2 separate regions of the Oryctolagus cuniculus genome follow, and region 2 is linked to region 1. The links are chromatin contacts, called in public Hi-C maps. All regions are on one chromosome and are shown on one strand. Each heading gives the region's core, a stretch centred on a gene start, on an enhancer-like site or on the middle of the called end of the contact. The rest is flanking DNA. Distances are from core to core; before and after follow the strand shown. Region 1 overlaps DNAH3 (dynein axonemal heavy chain 3). Region 2 overlaps DNAH3 (dynein axonemal heavy chain 3).

Region 1 (4,094 bases), core at 1,441-3,940:
AAGTACCAATGACAAAACTGGTTGATCAATCTACCAATCAATACTATCCACCTGAAACTGCTACTAGGAAAGTATAAAAAAAACACAACAGATCAGTACAGAGTCATAAGCACCCATCCCAAGATCCCAAACCTCAAATTCCACCAGCGCCTGGTTTAGGTTCTTCGAAAGCTCACTAAGCTTTTCGACATTGTTCTTCATTTCTTCTGTAGTCATCACTTCACGCTTCCTGAAACCGTCCAGTTCCTTGCTGTAGCCCTCAAGTTTTGACTCAAATTCTGAACACCTGAAAGTAAAAACAGCCTAGTCATGTGTGGACTTCCCATTTTGTGCTCTTTTGAAACAGCAGCATTGCTCTCTGATTTTCAAGCCTGAGAAGGTTTTGATCCTCTGGTACCTACAGATCTCTCACTCTCCTTTTCTCTCTCTCTGCCTCTCTCTCTCTCTGTATTTCAATTTAAAAATAAATAAAGAGTAAAAAATCAGTTAAACTGCATGTAAACTCACCTCCCAGAGATGGGGCTGCTGTGAGCCTATTGGTGATTAAGCATTTCCAGATGTTTCTGTGTGCAGGTTTATATATAGTTTATTCATCAGCCATTAGATATTTATTACTGAGTGCTTAATACATTCAAGAACTGCCCTAGGCATTGGGACTATAGTTGTGAAGTATGTTATCAAGCTCTCTACCCTTGTGGTGCTTGTACACAATAAACTTGGAGGGAGGGATGGAGGGATGGAAGGATGGAAGGATGGATGGATGGGTAAGTCTACAGAGGAGATAAAGATGAAATGATATGCTTATGATGGCAATAAATGTTCTGAAGAAAATAAAACAGGGTAGACTGACCGGCAGATGGAAGTGGAAGGCTACTTTAGCTACAGTGATCAGGAGAGATGTTTCCAGAGATTTATCCATTCAGCTATATTATTAGTGGGTCTCAAATTTACCTTTCCCTCTTCCTAATAAGGTCAAATAATATAGTGTTGGCCGGAGCCGTGGCTCACTAGGCTAATCCTCCGCCTTGCGGCGCTAGCACACTGGGTTCTAGTCCCGGTTGCCCCTCTTCCAGGCCAGCTCTCTGCTGTGGCCAAGGGAGTGCAGTGGAGGATGGCCCAAGTGCTTGGACCCTGCACCCCATGGGAGACCAGGAGGAGCACCTAGCTCCTGCCTTCGGATCAGCGTGGTGTGCCGGCTGCGGCAGCCATTGGAGGGTGAACCAACGGCAAAGGAAGACCTTTCTCTCTGTTTTTCTCTCTCACTGTCCACTCTGCCTGTCAAAAAATAAAAAGAAATAATATAGTGTTAAATTGATGGGTTCTGGAGCTAGACAGACTAGATACAATCCCCACTTTGCCATTTAGTAGCTATGTGGCCTTGGGTAAGTCACTTGAGGATAGTAAAAGTATCTACTTAAAGTCAAGGTTAACATCAAAAATGTTCAGAACTTAGTCTGGTACATAATAATGACTACACAGTGTTTTTTTTACATTCACTAGAAAGTACACACACACACACACACACACACATGTAAAATTTGTCTCCTTAATTCCTTGTTGTGTCTTCAGCACTCAATAGAGTTTTGAGCATCTTCACCACTCAACAGAGTTTTGGGCACACAGAAAACAATCAATATTCACTGAGTGAATAGTGGAATTTGTTATGAGAATAGCTTCAGTGACATTCCACAAATTTGGCTCTTATCTGAGTCAATTCTGTAATGGAACTTTAATTTTTTTTCTGAGAAGTAATTTAAGAAAGTTAATTTTGCAAGTGATTTGATTTGGGTTTCATTTCTCATTATACTGTGTGTCAGGCAGCCTCGATTTGATCCCTAACAACACCACCTCTTGATATTCATACCCATAGTAGTTGGCTCCCCTTGAGTTTGAGCTAGGTCCAGTAACTCACTTCTAGCCCATATAATGAATAGAAGGGATGGGATGCCACTTTTAAGATTAGGCTACAAATAGATTGACTTATATCTTGTTTGCTCACTCTTTTTCTCAGGCTCTCTCTTGCTCTGGGGGAAACCAGCTGCCATGCTGTGAGCTATTCTGTAGAGAGACTACATGGCAAGGGAGAGAGGGCAGCTTCTGGCCAAGAGCTTATGAGGAACTGAACTCCACTAATAATCACATGAGTGAGACCAGAATCAGATGCTCACCCAGAATGCTCACCCATTCTGACCCCAACTTTAAGGGAGACCATGAATCAGAGGCATACAGCAAAGCTGCACCTAGGCTTTCAGCCCACAGAAATTGCACAACAGTACATTTCTGTTTTGTTTTTGGCTGCTATGTGTTTTGGGATGGTTTCTTATCCTGCAACAGATAACTAATACACACTATTATATAATTTCTGCTTCTTAGCATTTTTAAAAAGATTTATTGTATTTACTGAAAGGAGTCACAGAGAGAGGAAGAGGAAGAGGGTGGAGAGAAAGAGAGAGAGTGAGAAAGAGAGAGAATGAAAATGAAATGAATCTTCCATCCTCTGGTTCTGTGTAGCCAGGAGCCAGCAACCCCATCTGTTTCCCAAGTATTTGGGCCATCTTCCACTGCTTTTCTAGGCTCATTAGCAGGGAAGGGAATTGGAAGTAGAGCAGCCAGGACTTGAACCAGTGCTCATACAGGATGCTGGTGTCGTAGCTTGTGGCTTAATTTGCTTGCCACAACACAAGTCCCTTAGAATATTTTTTGAGTCCTAAAATATGGCCAAGTTTTGCAAACATTCTATGGAAATTTAAGAACAGTCATTTTCCATTGTAGGTTAGAAGGCTTTTCTGTTGTACTTTGATGGCAGAGAGCAGCTCACATCCTAACGCTAACTATCATGTATGTTCCCTGGAGCTTTCAGGATGATGGAACCCATTATTGAGCTGGATAAAATGAGGGGATGAAGGGACAAAGCCAATTATTCTTTTGTTACCTATTCAATTAGAGGCTGCAGGTTGCCTTTTCACATCGCTAAAATTCTTTTAGAGACTCTACATACTGTACTCACATACAGAAATCTCTGATAAAAGCAGTTTTGAATTCTTCCCAGAGGGCAATGGTATATAAGCTCAGTATACCTTACAATATTACTGTTATTATTGTTCTTAATTTCTTGTAATTGCTTAGCACATTAGAGTCTGCAAAGTCCTTTCATGTCATAAATATTATATATAATAGTGTGCAGTTGGGAAATGAGGTTGAATAAATGAGTTGTACTTGAGGAACCACCTGGAGTCTAAGAGAGGAGTTTAAAGACAGTGGGTTGGTCAAAATTCTGGTAGGAAGCAGATTTCACTCTAATGTTCAAAGAGAGTTCAATGAAATGACTACTTACAGAAATGGATTAAGGGCTAAAGGAACAAACAGTAGATAGTAAGACACCCAGAAATTAGACTCATAAGAGAAGCCCTAAAAGAGCTAGGGCTGAGGTGACAAGGAGAACTGCACTGAATGTACTGGACATCATCATCCAGAGGGCTGCCCCTAGGGCCGTGCAGGGAGAGAAAAGAGAAAAAGCCCCCCAGTTACTCTCCAATCTCCTGCAGGAATCTCCAATGGCAGAGATCTGCCTGGATCTGACAGATAAGGGAATTGGAGGCTCACAGACAGAGTGGGAGGAGGGGGGATTGGGGTGGGGTGGGAGCAGCAAATGGAGAATAATTGGTACTGAAGCCAAAAATTAATGTGGGTTGGGAAAATAAGGCCAAGTTTCTTGGAGAGGAAGCAGGATTGTTTTTCACAGAAGATGGATGAATGCGTGACTATTGCTCAACCCCCCTCATAAACTGTTCTCAGGATTAATGCATAATAATGAACACAAGACTTAAGTGTTCAACAGAGGGAGGACTCAGCCCAGGGATGCCTCACTGAGCCTTCTCTAGCGCCGCTCCTCTGCTGACCTCTGCTGTCAAGAGCTCAGGATATCAGTTGATGGGATCCTGCATAGAGTCACCCAACAGAGGGAAGAAACCAGCACTGTTCTCTCATCACAAGCGACAACTGTTTCCACTTCTCCCAGGGCTGATCTTTACTCTCTTCAACAGCACCTGTTGTTACCCATGAGTCTTAACAGTAATATTCTACAAGTATGCTTG
Region 2 (4,277 bases), core at 1,670-4,169, 130 kb before region 1:
GCCACCATGCCAGCCCCCACAGCCGTGATTTAACTAGCTCTCTATTAGTAGGCATTTAGGTTGGACCCAATTTTCCACTATGCACTGAACATCTTTGTATCTACCCTCTTCCCCCCACCCTCCTCCTTCACCGGAATCCCTTGCTGCTGTATGATCTGTGGTTATTTTCTATTTTAGGCAATTAACAAAGAAGAGCACATGCTCCGGCATGATAGGTCTGGGTTCAAATCCTGGTTCCAACACTTAATTTGCAAGTTATTTAACTTTTCTGAGCCTCTATTTTCTTATCTATAAATAGTGGAGTGATTTATGTGAGATTGTAAGACTTAATTTGGGCAAAAACCATGAAGATTAATGAGTCAGTATAGATTTAGTGTGGTAAATCTATGGTACTTAGTAAATCCACAGTGAACAATGTAAGATTCTGCAATGGATATAATCTTTAATATCACCGTCATTCTTATTATTCAGATTCACCTACCTCCAATGGGCCTCACCTCCCTTCGAGGCCGGGGACTTCGAAGCCAAGAGAAACTGAGGAAACTCTCCAAACCAGTGTATCTCAAGTCTTATGATGAAGTTTCCTAATCCAGAAGGAAGTTTATTTCTGAGAATGATGAGCCAACATGATCTTGAATGTAAACCAGATGTCAAAACCCATCTCCTTAACCAGGGGCAAAAATCCAAGTGTCTTCTTAAGATGTGTAAAACTTTGTGCTTATTATACATCCATAGAGTTTGTCAGAGTCTTGCTGCCTGAGTGGATGACATTAACCTGGAGGTCAGGGGCCTTAAGCGCCCTGAAAACACTGTTGGAGATAAGACTAAGTCCTGTGGGAGGAAGGATGAGAGTGATGGAGCTTCTCACGGGAATGCTGTTCACCGACAGACCAGCTGATGCAAACTGCTGAAAGTCCTCATGACTGCTATAAAACTGCATGCCACCCTCGGAATGTTTTTAAACTTTTTTTTTTTCCAAGTTAAAGATTTGCGTAAAAGTAGGGTTTTCTGAGTGTGCTCTTTGATTCCCCTTAAAAGGGGCATCACTGAATTGACTGTAGTTTCTCAAAGAATTTTTATATGAACCATTCCTCCCCCATACACATAAAGAAAAGTACATGTCATAGTTAAATTGCATATGGTTATCTTAAAGATGCACTTAAGATCTGTAAAGCTCACTTGAAACTCATACTGCATTCATTCTGAATGTTTTACCTTAACATAATTAAAAATACAAGGCCCCAGTTGGCTTTCAGATTATGTCTAAACACAAGTGAGACAGATAGATCAAAACACAAAGAATTTACAGCCCTGCATGTATGGAGTCAGAGTCCCTTGTCGAGTCATTTGTGCATCAGTGTCATTTCCTCTTACCTCCAAAGAGGATGGGCATCACCAATAAAGACAAATCTCTATTAATTTTGCTCTTTGTCTTCTTTTCCAAAATGGGCTTGGGACTCTCAGAAGCAGCACTTGTATCCTACTTGTATAAACGGGAGCATGCTTTTTTTAATGCCAGGGCAAATATTACCGGGTTTGGGCAATGACAAGGAGAATAAATATACTGTTGTCAGCGGAGCAACAGCATATGCAGTTAACACAAATGGAGCTGTAGGCCTTTGGTGAAGAGACAGAGATGTAAATGTAAATATGAGCACATATCCCAGCCTTGTTTGAACTGGAAGGCATGAATCTGCTTCTTCAGCTACTCCACTTCCAGCCCATCTTTTAATGGAAGCATTTTTCTGCCTACAGATGATTCTAATATTTAAAGTTAAGTATTTCCCATGTAATATAGGTTCTGTGAACGCAAACCAATGACTTTATCTGGTGGTCGGGAGTGAAACAGTGATCTGTTCCTGCACAGGAGGAAAAACTGGTTGTGCTGGACAGGGTGAGATATGGCTTGCCCATCTCCACAATGGTGCCTTTCTAAGTAACTCAAGATAGCATTTTAAATTTATTTGAAAGGCAGAGAGACAGTTATCTCCATCTACTGGTGCACTTCCCAAATGCCAAAAAAGGGCTGGGGGTAGGCCAGGCTGAAGCCAGGAGCTAGGAATTCTATCTGGATCTCCCATGTGAGTGCAGGGACCTAACTACTTGAGCCATCACCTGTTGCATCCCAGGGTGCAAAATATCAAGAAGCTGGATCAGAAATGGAGCTGGGACTGGAACCCAGGCATTCTGACATGGGATGCAGGTGGCTCAAGACACATCTCAACAGCTGCACCAAACGCTCCTCCCTCAAGGTGCAATGTTTGCTTCACTCTACTAAGAGGAGTAGTCACCCTTCTTACCCAAACTCCTCCATGGTGGAGGTCCATCTAATTGCTAGCCAGCCTTTCAATATCTTCTATATGTCAGTGATCCTACCTAAATATGAGTTTTATATACTCCCTTTGCAAAGATGTATATACTCTCACACAAAAATACAGTTAATTTACTACCAAACCTTTCATATAACCTGGTTTTTAAAAGTTTTTTTTTTTTATTTATATATATTTGCACAGCAGAACAATAAAAAGCCCACAATATGTAGAGCCGGGCCAGGGTGAAGCCAGAATCCCAGAATGCCATCCCTGTCCCACATGGGGGGCAGAGACCCAAGCACGGGAGCTGTCATTTGCTGCCTCCCAGGATACACATCACCAGGAAGCTGGACTGAAAGCCAGAGTGGGGACTCAGGATGCAGCATTCCAGCCAGCATCTTAAAAACTATTGTGCCACCACTCCCACTCTGTGTTTTCCTCCAAACTATAAAATCCCCATCTTCTGTCTTTAAAAGGTAGAACCTGCCTTCCCTACAGTCCCTCTGTCAATGCAATTTTCTTCCAGTGCTGACAAGGACTGAGCACAACTGTTTACCCAACAGCTAGATTTGTAAAGAGCAAGGAATAGCTTGGTGACAAGGTTTGTCTGATGTCATCTGCTGAGCTATTTATAGGCAAAGCCTGCAGTGTCTCACCAAGCTGATTTCTGGCCATCTCTGCCCCAGGACTCCAGCCTCTAACTCCCCATGATTTCTGAAGAGCATATTGCTTTTTCCCAGGAGGAGACATTACCACATTGGCCCCAGCAGAAAATGACCTTAAATGTAGGGCAATCTCTTCAAAGCAGAGGGAATTTTTTAAATTACAAAAATTCAATCCATCATACGAAAACATTCTGTCCCTTGACCCCTGAGGAAGAATACAGACACTCCCTGCCTCACTCAGCTTTTTGTTGCTGGAGCTGGGGTTAGAGAACTGTAATTAAAATTCGGTTGTTCTCTTAGCAACCCCCTCACTGCCAGCTCTTTTATAGCTTGCAATATGACTTACCTACCAGTCCAAAATTCAGAGATATGGGGTCCCAACCATCTTTCCATCTCATGTGACTAATAGTCTTACTTGGAACAGTGTGCCAGTCCCAGTTATCTGTTCGTTTTGATTTCTTTAACCCCATCGGAAAATGTTGTTTATTTCTAGAAGGAAAAAAATAGGGGCCAGCTTTGTGGCACAGAGGGTAATGCAATATCAACATCTCTTATGGGTGTCGGTTCAATCCCAGCTGTTCCACTTCTGATCCAGCTCCCTGCTAATGCACCTGAGAAAGCAGCAGAAGATGGCCCAAGTGCTTGGGTCCCTGCATCCATGTGGGAAAACCTGAAGAAGCTCCTGGCTCCTGCCTTTAGACTGGCATAGGCTGTCATTGCTGCCATTTGGGGGAATGAAATAGTGGATGGAAGAGCTCTCTCTCTCTCTCTCTGTCCTCTTTCTGTAAAATAACTAATTAACTAAATATTTTAAAAATTATTTAAAAAAAAATAACTATTAAGCTACCTACTTCGAGCTGAAGGAGACTGGCTCCTCCTTACTGTATTTTCATGGCCCCAGCAAGACTAGAAGAACTTCTTCCGCTTTATCTCTAGGATCACTTGGATGGTTTGCTAATCTCAGAATTCAGAGCCTTCAGTCAGAAGGCACCACGAGGAAACTGAAAGTAAAGGTCTCTGAATATGTTTATTTGGTTCACAGAAGCTTCCCACATTTAGGAAAAAAATTAGAGACCCTCAGTCGAGACATTTCTCCTTGAAGAAATTTCTTCAAGGCAGAAAAGCTGGGGCAGGCACACTGACTCTCAGATAGCCTCATGGCTGTTCAGCTGTGAGGGGACCAATGGCATGCCCTGAAAGAAGCCACCTGGAGCGAGACAGACAGCAGAGAAGTAACTCATCGAGCGGTTGATTTTTATCTCCCTCAGGATTCTCTTCCAGCTGGCCCCAGGGACTGAAA

What was found. A called contact is a pair of places that touch in the nucleus more often than the background predicts.
Region 2: a contact with region 1 is called in a Hi-C map of an unstated tissue, with 3 times the contacts expected there. The contact joins two enhancer-like sites. A contact is called at or near these places in 3 of 6 Hi-C or Micro-C datasets (psoas muscle, skin fibroblasts and an unstated tissue).

Annotation. Positions count from the first base shown.
Region 1 is chr19:18,111,822-18,115,915 of mOryCun1.1, reverse strand. DNAH3 (dynein axonemal heavy chain 3) reads right to left here. Exons shown (of 62, transcript XM_051847854.2): 17 at 133-286. Among named protein-coding and RNA genes, the nearest start is that of LDAF1, 55 kb to the right of the region's middle. Within about 2 kb of position 2,690, at least 1 of the 8 cell types and tissues checked has an H3K27ac peak or open chromatin away from gene starts, as enhancers often do.
Region 2 is chr19:18,246,118-18,250,394 of mOryCun1.1, reverse strand. It overlaps DNAH3 (dynein axonemal heavy chain 3), which reads right to left. Exons shown (of 62, transcript XM_051847854.2): 62 at 952-4,277. It overlaps LYRM1 (LYR motif containing 1), which reads left to right. Exons shown (of 4, transcript XM_051847895.2): 4 at 472-1,419. The coding sequence ends at 588. Among named protein-coding and RNA genes, the nearest start is that of LYRM1, 29 kb to the left of the region's middle. Within about 2 kb of position 2,919, at least 1 of the 8 cell types and tissues checked has an H3K27ac peak or open chromatin away from gene starts, as enhancers often do.